2 separate regions of the Mus musculus genome follow, and region 2 is linked to region 1. Evidence: chromatin contacts called from public Hi-C data. All regions are on one chromosome and are shown on one strand. The core of a region is the stretch at or near the end of the contact, and the rest is flanking DNA. Distances in the headings are between cores, read along the strand shown. Region 1 overlaps Akap12 (A kinase (PRKA) anchor protein (gravin) 12). Region 2 has its middle 13 kb from the start of Ccdc170.

Region 1 (5,938 bases), core at 1,791-4,290:
TTCTTCTCCATTTCCCTTGTTAATAGTTGGACAGAGAGAGTCAGAAGATGTGAAAGAAAAAGACCGAGCTAAAGAAATGGCAGCCAGTTCCACAGTTGTTGAAGATATCACAAAGGACGAGCAGGAGGAAACACCGGAAATAATCGAACAGATCCCTGCTTCAGAGAGCAATGTGGAAGAAATGGCGCAGGCTGCTGAGTCCCAAGCTAATGACGTCGGCTTCAAGAAGGTATTTAAATTTGTTGGTTTTAAATTCACGGTGAAGAAGGATAAAAACGAAAAGTCAGATACCGTCCAGCTACTCACTGTCAAGAAGGATGAAGGCGAAGGGGCAGAAGCCTCCGTCGGAGCAGGAGACCACCAAGAGCCCGGAGTGGAGACCGTCGGCGAATCAGCATCCAAAGAAAGTGAGCTGAAGCAATCCACAGAGAAGCAAGAAGGCACCCTGAAGCAAGCACAGAGCAGCACAGAAATTCCCCTTCAAGCCGAATCTGGTCAAGGGACCGAGGAAGAAGCAGCCAAAGATGGAGAAGAAAACCGAGAGAAAGAACCTACCAAGCCCCTAGAATCTCCGACCAGCCCTGTCAGCAATGAGACAACATCTTCCTTCAAGAAATTCTTCACTCACGGCTGGGCCGGCTGGCGCAAGAAGACCAGCTTCAAGAAACCAAAGGAAGATGATCTGGAAACTTCCGAGAAGAGAAAGGAGCAAGAGGCTGAAAAAGTAGACGAGGAAGAAGGGGAAAAGACAGAGCCAGCCCCAGCCGAGGAGCAGGAGCCTGCAGAAGGCACAGACCAGGCCAGGTTGTCAGCCGACTATGAGAAGGTGGAGTTGCCTTTGGAAGACCAGGTCGGTGACCTGGAGGCATTGTCGGAGAAGTGTGCTCCTTTGGCAACGGAAGTGTTTGATGAGAAGACGGAAGCCCACCAAGAAGTTGTTGCAGAGGTCCACGTGAGCACCGTGGAGAAGATGACGAAAGGGCAAGGAGGAGCAGAGGTGGAAGGGGATGTGGTGGTGGAAGGATCGGGAGAATCCTTGCCCCCTGAGAAACTGGCTGAGACCCAGGAGGTCCCCCAGGAAGCTGAGCCTGTGGAGGAGCTGATGAAGACCAAAGAAGTATGCGTCTCTGGGGGTGACCATACTCAGCTGACAGATCTAAGTCCTGAAGAGAAGATGCTACCCAAACACCCCGAAGGCATTGTCAGTGAGGTGGAGATGCTGTCCTCTCAGGAGAGAATCAAGGTACAGGGAAGTCCCCTGAAGAAGCTCTTCAGCAGTTCGGGCTTAAAGAAGCTCTCCGGGAAGAAGCAGAAGGGGAAGAGAGGAGGAGGCGGGGGAGATGAAGAGCCAGGAGAATACCAACACATTCAAACCGAGTCCCCAGAGAGTGCTGACGAGCAGAAGGGAGAGAGCTCTGCCTCTTCCCCTGAAGAGCCCGAGGAGATCGCGTGTCTGGAGAAGGGGCCATCGGAAGCACCCCAGGAAGCGGAAGCTGAGGAAGGAGCGACTTCCGACGGAGAGAAGAAAAGGGAAGGGATCACCCCCTGGGCATCCTTCAAAAAGATGGTGACACCCAAGAAACGGGTCCGAAGACCTTCTGAGAGCGACAAGGAAGAAGAGCTGGATAAGGTCAAGAGTGCCACCTTGTCCTCCACGGAGAGCACGGCGTCTGGAATGCAGGATGAGGTCAGAGCGGTTGGCGAGGAGCAAAGGTCAGAGGAGCCAAAGCGCAGGGTGGATACTTCAGTGTCTTGGGAGGCGTTGATTTGTGTCGGATCGTCCAAGAAGAGAGCGAGGAAGGCATCCTCTTCAGATGATGAAGGAGGGCCAAGAACACTGGGAGGGGATGGCCACAGAGCGGAGGAGGCTAGCAAAGACAAAGAAGCAGATGCTCTTCCTGCCAGCACCCAGGAACAAGACCAAGCGCACGGAAGTTCCTCACCCGAGCCAGCTGGAAGCCCTTCTGAAGGGGAGGGCGTCTCCACCTGGGAGTCATTTAAGAGATTAGTCACTCCACGAAAAAAATCCAAGTCAAAACTGGAAGAGAGAGCCGAAGACTCCGGTGCAGAGCAGTTGGCCTCCGAGATCGAACCAAGTAGAGAGGAATCTTGGGTTTCCATTAAGAAATTTATTCCTGGACGGCGGAAGAAAAGGGCAGATGGGAAGCAAGAACAGGCCGCCGTTGAAGACTCGGGGCCAGGAGAGATCAATGAGGACGACCCCGACGTCCCAGCTGTTGTGCCTCTGTCTGAGTACGATGCGGTAGAGAGAGAGAAGCTGGAAGCGCAGCGAGCTCAGGAGAACGTGGAGCTGCCCCAGCTGAAGGGGGCTGTGTATGTGTCTGAGGAGCTTAGTAAGACTCTGGTTCACACCGTGAGTGTCGCGGTCATTGATGGGACCAGGGCAGTCACCAGTGCCGAAGAGCGGTCCCCTTCGTGGATATCTGCTTCCATGACAGAACCTCTTGAGCACGCAGAGGGAGTGGCCACACCGCCTGTTGGAGAGGTCACTGAAAAAGACATCACTGCAGAAGCAACTCCTGCACTCGCCCAGACTTTACCAGGGGGCAAAGATGCCCATGACGACATAGTCACCAGTGAAGTGGATTTTACCTCAGAAGCAGTGACAGCCGCAGAAACCACAGAGGCGCTCCGCGCTGAAGAACTTACCGAAGCATCAGGGGCAGAAGAGACCACAGACATGGTGTCTGCAGTTTCCCAGCTGTCCGACTCCCCGGACACCACAGAGGAAGCCACCCCAGTTCAGGAGGTAGAGGGTGGCATGCTAGATACGGAAGAACAGGAGCGCCAGACGCAGGCCGTCCTCCAAGCCGTTGCAGACAAAGTGAAAGAGGACTCCCAGGTGCCTGCAACCCAGACTCTGCAGAGAGCAGGGCCGAAAGCACTGGAGAAGGTGGAGGAGGTAGAGGAGGACTCCGAGGTGCTGGCTACCGAGAAAGAGAAGGATGTTGTGCCGGAAGGACCCGTGCAGGAAGCTGAAACTGAGCATCTTGCACAGGGCTCCGAGACTGTACAGGCTACCCCAGAGAGCCTTGAAGTTCCTGAAGTCACAGAGGATGTAGACCGTGCCACCACATGCCAGGTTATCAAGCACCAGCAGCTGATGGAACAGGCTGTGGCCCCTGAGTCATCTGAAACCTTGACAGACAGTGAGACAAATGGAAGTACTCCCCTCGCAGATTCAGACACTCCAAACGGGACACAGCAAGACGAGACCGTTGACAGCCAGGACAGTAATGCCATTGCCGCCGTCAAGCAGTCACAGGTCACTGAAGAGGAGGCAGCTGCTGCTCAGACGGAGGGGCCTTCAACACCATCTAGTTTTCCAGCCCAGGAAGAACACAGGGAAAAACCAGGAAGGGATGTTCTAGAACCCACACAAGCGCTGGCTGCCGGGGCAGTGCCTATTCTGGCAAAGGCTGAGGTGGGTCAAGAGGGTGAGGCTGGCCAGTTTGATGGAGAAAAAGTCAAAGACGGACAGTGTGTTAAAGAACTGGAGGTGCCTGTGCACACTGGACCCAACAGTCAAAAGACTGCTGACTTGACACGTGACAGTGAAGTAATGGAAGTGGCCAGATGTCAGGAAACTGAGAGTAATGAAGAACAGAGTATTAGCCCGGAGAAAAGAGAGATGGGAACCGACGTTGAAAAGGAGGAAACAGAGACCAAGACAGAGCAAGCCAGTGAAGAACATGAGCAGGAAACAGCTGCTCCTGAGCATGAAGGAACCCACCCTAAGCCAGTCCTGACAGCTGACATGCCTCACTCAGAGAGGGGAAAGGCACTGGGCAGCCTTGAAGGAAGCCCTTCTCTCCCAGACCAAGACAAAGCAGATTGCATAGAGGTTCAAGTTCAAAGCTCAGACACACCAGTCACTCAAACAACCGAAGCTGTGAAAAAGGTCGAAGAAACTGTGGCAACTTCAGAGATGGATGAAAGTTTGGAGTGTGCAGGTGCGCAATCATTACCAGCTGAGAAGCTCTCCGAAACCGGTGGCTACGGGACTCTTCAGCATGGAGAGGACACCGTGCCCCAGGGGCCTGAGTCTCAGGCAGAGTCCATCCCAATAATAGTAACTCCTGCTCCTGAAAGCATCCTACATTCTGACCTTCAAAGAGAAGTGAGCGCATCCCAGAAACAGAGATCAGATGAAGATAACAAGCCAGATGCTGGTCCTGATGCTGCCGGCAAGGAGAGTGCAGCAAGAGAGAAAATCCTCAGGGCTGAACCTGAGATCTTGGAACTTGAGAGTAAGAGCAATAAGATTGTCCAGAGTGTCATCCAGACAGCCGTCGACCAGTTTGCACGTACAGAAACAGCCCCCGAAACCCACGCTTCTGATTTACAGAATCAGGTTCCTGTGATGCAGGCTGACAGCCAGGGAGCACAACAGATGCTGGACAAAGATGAAAGCGACCTTCAAGTCTCCCCCCAAGATGGAACACTCAGTGCCGTAGCCCAGGAAGGACTTGCGGTTTCTGATAGTTCTGAAGGCATGAGCAAGGCTTCAGAAATGATCACCACGCTTGCAGTTGAAAGTGCCAGTGTCAAAGAAAGTGTTGAGAAGCTGCCTCTTCAGTGCAAAGATGAAAAGGAACATGCTGCTGACGGCCCCCAGCACCAAAGCTTAGCCAAGGCAGAGGCGGATGCCTCTGGAAATCTAACCAAAGAGTCCCCAGACACCAACGGACCAAAGCTAACCGAGGAAGGAGATGCCCTGAAAGAAGAAATGAACAAGGCCCAGACAGAAGAGGACGACCTACAGGAGCCAAAGGGAGACCTGACAGAATCCTAAGACGTGAGGTAGGTAAACTTCCTTCTGGATGGCTAGTCCTCCTCCACCCGTTTCCCTGCCCCATCTATGCAATTACACAGACAGATAACTGATTTTATACAGAACCAACCTTCAGTTGGAAATAATTATCAACTACAGTTGGATCTAGGGTGGATATTTGAATTTTTTGTTTGGTTTGGTTTTTTTGTTTGTTTTTTTTTTTTTTTACCTCATCAGAATCCCAAGTCTTGCTGATATAATGAAAATAATGGCTTAATTTTGCTGCTGCTGTTGTTGTTTTGAGCCCAGGTCTCACTATGTAGTCCTGGCTGTCCTGGAACTCACCATGCAGACCAGGCTAGCCTCGCCTCTCTCCTTCCCCCACTGAGATTAAAGGTGTGCACCATCACACCCAGCTCAGCCAAAACTTTTAACACTTTAATTTAGGGCCTGGAGCTCCCCATACCCAGAGCTCCCCATTCCTGTGGCTCTTGGGCAGTTATCCTGTTGTCCATACAATGAGGAAAGAAAGGGGAATTTTATCTCTTCTCTCTCTTCTTTCTCCAGTTGCTCATTGTAAAACTAGAATGTGAAGTGAAGTCACGGAACAAGATGCTGCTGTTGGGACCTTGAGACCAAAATTTCAGAGCCCTTGAGGTGCAGAGAGCAGAGCCGTCCAATGATTTCAACCCTGCAGAGCACCCCGACAATCCTGAGGCTGCATCGGGAGCTAGAGCCAGCTAACATTTCCTCTTTTCAAGACTGCCCTTGATTTGCCCCTTGGTGCCATGTATTTCAGAGTTAAGGTCCTGCTTTCTCCACCTGGAACCAATGTCGGCAATACCTAGTCCCACTTCTCAAACTGGAGCCTCCTCCTTTATGTATTTATATGTATGTTTTATGTAGTCCTCCTCCTGTACCTATTGTATATTTTTTTTCTAAGGTTTAAGCACATGCCTTTTGTATTATGCAGTATATAATGGGTGTGCAGCCATAGCGAAGCTTTGAGAAGCCCCAAGCCTCAACTGTAACCTGCAGCAAACAGAGAAATAACATTCCTGGCAGGAAGATACAAGTCTTTTTAAAGTTTACTGATGCTTAACTCTGTGGGCTCGTAGTCCTCTGAAAGTGGTTGTTTTCCTA
Region 2 (5,938 bases), core at 2,325-4,824, 110 kb after region 1:
CTCCCCTCCCCTCCCCTCCCCTCCTCTCCTCAGCCTAATCTACAGAGCAAGTTTCAGGATAACAACGGCGTATACAGTGAAAACCCTGTCTCAAACAAATAAATAAAATATAAATTTTAGAAAAGGGAAATCATGAGGGAATAATTAGAAAGAGATTTCTCTTTCCATCCTTTGAAGGTTTTCAGGCATGAAAATAATGTCGTTTTTTCCTCTATTTTACAAACACGAGAACACACTTGGAGGATAGGAAACTTGTTTTCTAGGTGACATTTTAAATTGATGTACTACCATCAGTTTGGATTTAGAGTACAGTGTTATAAATTTCAACATACAGATGGGCACACAGCACTGTAATTAAGATGTAAAGCAGGTCTGTTACCCCTAGGCCTACTGTGCACAAGCTTACAGTGCCCAGCTCCAACCTGTCTTCCTGTCCTGCTGTCCTACTGTCTCTCCTGGGTCTCAGATCTGTCCTTTCAAGTGGTCTCCTTTTGATTTTTTTTTTTTTTTTTTTTTTTTTTTGGCCAGGATCTCACTCTGTAGCCCTGGCTGGCCTGGAACTCTCTATGTACACCAGGGTGGCTTTGAACTCATGGTCTGTCGTCCTGGTAACCATCTCCCGAGTGCTGGGACTTCAGGCACAGTGGCTGCATGCCCGGTATGCTTTTGTCCTTTTGAGACTGTCATATGAATGGAACCTGACACTACAGGCCTTCTTCAAATGGCTTCTTTCACTCAGCAGACAATCTTTGCGAGTCATCCATGGGTATAATGATTGACAAGGCTCTGGGAAGGGTCATGAAGCTGTGCGAAGGAACTGTGGGTGATCCTGTGGGGCTCGGTGATTCTGAGGTAGAAAGAGAAGGAATTGGGTGCAGGTGCTGTAACCGCTCTGGGAAATCCATTGATTTATTCTTTTTGCTGCTGTTTGTTGAGCATCAGATAGATGCTAGCATCTGGTCTAGTGGATGGAAAGTATAGAAATGGGCCCTAAGCCCCGTCCCTTGAGCTGGAGGTATAGGTCAGTCGGAAAGGTGCATGTGCAAGACCCTGGGTTCGGTCTCTAGCACTGGGGGGAAGTAAATCGTCTTCAAGGACCCTGATGGGAAGCAAGTGTGCAAATCTTCCCAGGTCTAAATGCCAGGAGGGAGGTGCTTTGGGACAGACAGAAAAGGGGCTTAAACAGAGAGGTCAGGGACTGAGTGTCTTAGAGTCTTGCTGCTGTGATGCCCGACCATGACCAAGGCGACTCTTACAAGGGAAGATATTTAACTGGGGCTGGCTTACAGAGGTTCAGTCCATTATCATCATGGTGGGAAGCATGGCGTCAGGGTTAGGCAGACATGGTGCTGGAGGAACTGAGAGTTCTATATTTTGATCTGCAGGCAGCAGAAGAGGATTGTCTCATACTGGTCAGACTACTGGTCAGACTTGAGAGCACGCTCGTGTGTGTGTGTGTGTGTGTGTGTGTGTGTGTGTGTGTGTGTGTATGACTTCAAAGCCCAGACTTCATAGTGACACACTTCCTCTAACAAGACCACTAATAGTGCCACTTCCCATGGGCCAAGCATATTCAAACTACCACAGGAACACTGGAGTAAATCGAATTGGACCAAAGATTAGAAAGAAGTAAACAAGCGAGCTGCATCGCCATGTGGGAGCAGACGTGACCAGGCCTGGGGAAGTGGTCTCCATGTTTCAGGAGGTTAGACTGAGAGTCCAAGCTGGGGCGCCAGTGGGCACGTCATCAGGCCCTGGGAGGCCTTGGGTACTACTGAAAGGCCTTTGGAGTTTGCTTGCAGTGTAAGGTGTAGCTATGGCATGGCTTTGTGGAAAGGCCTAAGAGGGTTAGGACTATGTTTGGTGAAGACCATTAAGGCTGCCTGGCCAGAGAACAATTTCTTAGAGAATGTATAGAAGATGAATTGGAAGTAGGGTGAAGGGGGTACTGAGGCAAAGGCAGTAATGCAACCTTGGCCTGAACTGGGCAGTGGTAGGAAAAAATAGAGCAAGGATACACACACACACACACACATACATTTTAAGGAAAAATGGAATTTGTTGCATAAGAAGTTATCCAGGTAGAAAATGTAAATAAATTCCACAATACAAACTGGTAGATAGTAGGGCTATTCTAAGGAAACTAAGTGTGCAGAGCTTGACTCTGCCTAATTATTGATTGATATAACGGTGACCTTTAAACCCTGCTCCCAAGGGCTCCTGGGATTTCCTTTAAATGTCTAGGAGCTAGAAGCAGCACAAGGCCACATCCCCAAGTCCTGCTTCAACCAAGGCAGCAACGTAGTGAGCTTTGGAAGTTTGTGTCCCTATAAAATTCTGTATGGATAGTGTTGCAAAGTGAGAACGGTGTTACAAAACCAAACTCAACAGGTCTTAGACTCCCCCAATAGACAGAATCTACTGTGGCCTGGTAGCAAGCTGGGGAGAGGGCAATGCAGTAGTTTATGAGTGTAACTATACTTAGAATTTTAATTATACTCATTGAAATGTTTCAGTTTAGCTTTTAGCAATGAGAGTGAATTCATGGTAATCTCCTGTCATAGAAAGTACATAACGTTCCTCCAAGAAAATTAAACATTGTTTCATTTACCGCAGTCCCTGTTATCCATGGAGCACACCCTCCAAGACCTACACACACACACACGCGCGCGCACACACACACACACACACACACACACACACACACACACACACCCTTCTGGGTTAAAGGTTTTGAAAGTCTGGTAAGGGCAGCTGTTGCCCTTGTCATTATCTCCTTCCTTAAGAATTAATCCAGGTGGGCAGGTCAGCATCCTGGCCAAGAGACCACGCCTATGAAGGCGGGTTTGTCTATTATGTTAAAGAGAGGAGCAGTGTAGCTCTTTAAAGAGATAATGTACTTGTTTTGCCCAGAATTCCTGGCTCTTGTGTGATCCCTTCTGAAGCCTTTCTAAGTCAGCCTGCTTTTCTCAATGAGTCAGAAAAGTGTAACTTCCCCTTTTCCTCTGTCTTTTTTTTTTTTTTGAAGATTTACTTATTTTATGTGAGTACATGATCACTGCCTTCAGACACACCAGAAGAGGGCCTTGGATCCCATTATAGATGGTTGTGAGTCACCATGTGGTGGCTAGGAATTAAACTCAGGACCTCTGGAAGAAGAGTTGGTGCTCTTAACCGCTGAGCTACCATCTCTCCAGCTCCCCTGTGTCTTTTCTAAGCATGTCTTATATAGTGAACACTCTGAGCACCATTCTTCCACATTTTAGCTGTGTGGCTTTACTTCCATGGCTGTACATGCCAGCTTAACACAAACAGTATGACTCTCTCTTTTCTTCTTTTCCATCTTCCCATCTTCCTTCTTGGGGTAGTTGCTAAGATTTATAGCTTGCATGCCCCGTTTTTGTTTTTGTTTGTTTGTTTTTTTTCTTTTTTTAAACTGTAATAAAAATTTCCTTGAGCTTTCTTCTGAGTCTGTTCTTTATTTTATTTCATTTTATTTGTAATGAGTCTAAGAGCCCTCAAAGGAAACCTCAATTTCCCTGGTAACACGAAGCAACCCCACTGAGACTCTAAAAACATTTCTGGTAACAGGATGTTTGAAACCCATTCTAAAGGCACTACGTTACATAACTTGCCAATGATAAGATTTAGTTTATACGTCTTATAAAGTTGATAGATTAGGAATTATTCGTACGAAGTCTGCTCATCTGGGTTATGTGCTTGGAAGCATCCAGATCGGTGAAGGCAAGATGAAGGCTCTGGAGGGATCCAAAGCTATGAAGAGGACTAGGATGATCAACCAGCCACAGCCACAGCCACAGCCACAGCCACAGCCACAGCCACAGCCACAGGGGTCGTTTTTCTGGGCTGAGCTCAGTAGTCACATAATAGTATTTCACTTTAGCCACATCCCTAAGGTCAGATTTTCAAGTTCACACCTAACTACCTTTTGTGAACAGCAAACCAGCCACATTCTGGCTATGGTAGAAAAAGATGAATCTATAAATCTGGGGCCTGATTTATGTTTTTGCCTTGCTTTCCGTGGTTGAGACTGAGAGTGGGAACTTAGGTGAATAAGCGCTGAGTCGGATGGAGACCTGGGTGCTCATGGGCGGTCCAATTGGTTGTCCTGAGGCCCCATCGTTTAAGGGAGGGAAGTTCTTGTCTGTCTTTGACAGGGTATAATATCTGCTTCCCTGGGAAGTCATTTTCTAGCCTGTCATCAAACTATTACTGATAGCATAACTATCAAAATGGCCGCAGAATGAGCAAAAGGAGCAAAAATCTCTTTCATGTCAGTGGTTTTACCAACAGGGCTAAATTGCCACACAGAGATTATGCTGGAAACTGAATTCACCAGAGGGAACAATTTTCCAGACTTCTGAAAACACCTTGGAAAGTTTGAGAAATTCCAGATTGACTGGCTTGCCTCTTGACCTGGCCATTCCAATGTGCAATGTGCAATGTGAGATTTCTTACCACCCTCATTTGTGCTGGGTTTGCCTCAGTTCACTCTCCGCCTCTCACAGAATTATAAAATGTTAGCTCCCATTTCTCAAAGTTCACCTTCCCTGTTCGAGAAACTAGGTTTGGGTTCTTTGAGCTGGGCTATTCTGCACTCCTTTTTTTTTTTTTTAAGCTTTGTTTAAAAATAAACAAGAGTGGAGGTGCACTCTGCACATCTTTAATTGGAAAGCAGAGGCAAGCAGATCTTTTGAGTTCGGGGCCAGCCTGGTCTACGAAGAGAGTTCAAGGATAGCCAGGGGGCAGGGAAACTCTGTTTCTGAAAACAAAAACAAAATAAAACCCTCCTTGATCATATTTTTAAATAAATTACTTTGAAGGATGCTTTATCATTCTTTTAGCAACCGTGCAAAAAGGGATTAGGTGTTTTTGCTTTTTATATCTCACTATTTCAATAATCTGAATTCAAGAGGATAGTAATATTAACTACCTCGCTGTGCTCTTTTTAACTCATTGGCTTTCTGATCAATGTGTGTATTGAGCAGGCTCATTTATCAAATGAAATTAAAGAAGTTGGTGCTCTGAATTCATTGCTTTGTATCTAGGAGGAGACTTGCAGAGCTATGTCAAGAAACCCTGGGAAGGCTCAAGGGCTAGCTTATTTTTAAAATGATTATTTGACTACCAAGCTTCCTGCACAGTGCTTCCTTCTCTTTCTCTTTTATAAGAGTTTTATTGACAAAGTCACTTCATGACTAGTAATGCAAATTTATAAATAGATTTAATTGAGATCAGGCTATGAATCGTCAGAAGATAAGGATCTCTTACAAAAATTTAGACCATTATGTTACTTGGATATTCTGGGAGGATAAGGGAGAGTCACTTTATAGATACAGGCATATGGCTAACCCACAATTGCTTATGAAATCTGGCCTCATATGAATTAGGAAAAATATCAAAAGGGTTCAGGATGCTGCTTTGAAACCCTTGGCAGGAATCTTAGGATCAGCACAAGAAGCTAGGAGAGAAAGCAGTGTGAGTGAGAAACGTTTCCCTCTTGATTTTAAAAAGCAAGAACTCTTTTTTGCTTGAAAGTTGGCATAATTTTAAAAGAAATCCAGAACATGTCTAAAATGGGGTCAGGAATATCCCACACTCCTCTCAACTCCCCTCAGAGCTGTGAGATTTTCCGAAATGATAAAGACATTTGAAAGGTCCAGAAATAGTTGGGGCTTCTGCTTAATTTAGAAATCACGCTTGCTTTTGAAACTTGATTTTACCCTAATGTTTAGTCAACTATCTTCATGCTTTAAGGAGCCATTAACCTTCTTTCCTTTGAGAACTCCAGCGTTTGCTGGCAAGAGGAATTCTGGGTGCAGGGGATGGCTCAGTGGGTAAGGATGTTCTACGCAAGTGTGGTGACCCAGGTTTGGTACTGTGAACTCAAATAAAAGTGGAGGAAGAGAGCAGGCTT

Evidence for each region. Hi-C and Micro-C count contacts between places; a contact is called where the count stands out from the background.
Region 2: a contact with region 1 is called in a Hi-C map of regulatory T cells, with 5 times the contacts expected there. The contact joins two enhancer-like sites. A contact is called at or near these places in 35 of 484 Hi-C or Micro-C datasets (2-cell-like embryonic stem cells, the 3T3-L1 cell line, B cells and 17 more), 1 of 115 datasets of contacts at active chromatin or transcription factors (regulatory T cells) and 3 of 9 other capture datasets (adipose tissue, embryonic stem cells and pancreatic islet).

Annotation. Positions count from the first base shown.
Region 1 is chr10:4,353,116-4,359,053 of GRCm38.p6, forward strand. Akap12 (A kinase (PRKA) anchor protein (gravin) 12) reads left to right here. Exons shown (of 4, transcript NM_031185.3): 3 at 27-4,824; 4 at 5,363-5,938. The coding sequence ends at 4,816. Among named protein-coding and RNA genes, the nearest start is that of Zbtb2, 32 kb to the right of the region's middle. Within about 2 kb of position 3,041, at least 52 of the 459 cell types and tissues checked have an H3K27ac peak or open chromatin away from gene starts, as enhancers often do. A contact at or near this core is called in regulatory T cells, where this site is marked.
Region 2 is chr10:4,466,612-4,472,549 of GRCm38.p6, forward strand. No RefSeq gene overlaps it. Among named protein-coding and RNA genes, the nearest start is that of Ccdc170, 13 kb to the right of the region's middle. Within about 2 kb of position 3,575, at least 11 of the 459 cell types and tissues checked have an H3K27ac peak or open chromatin away from gene starts, as enhancers often do. A contact at or near this core is called in regulatory T cells, where this site is marked.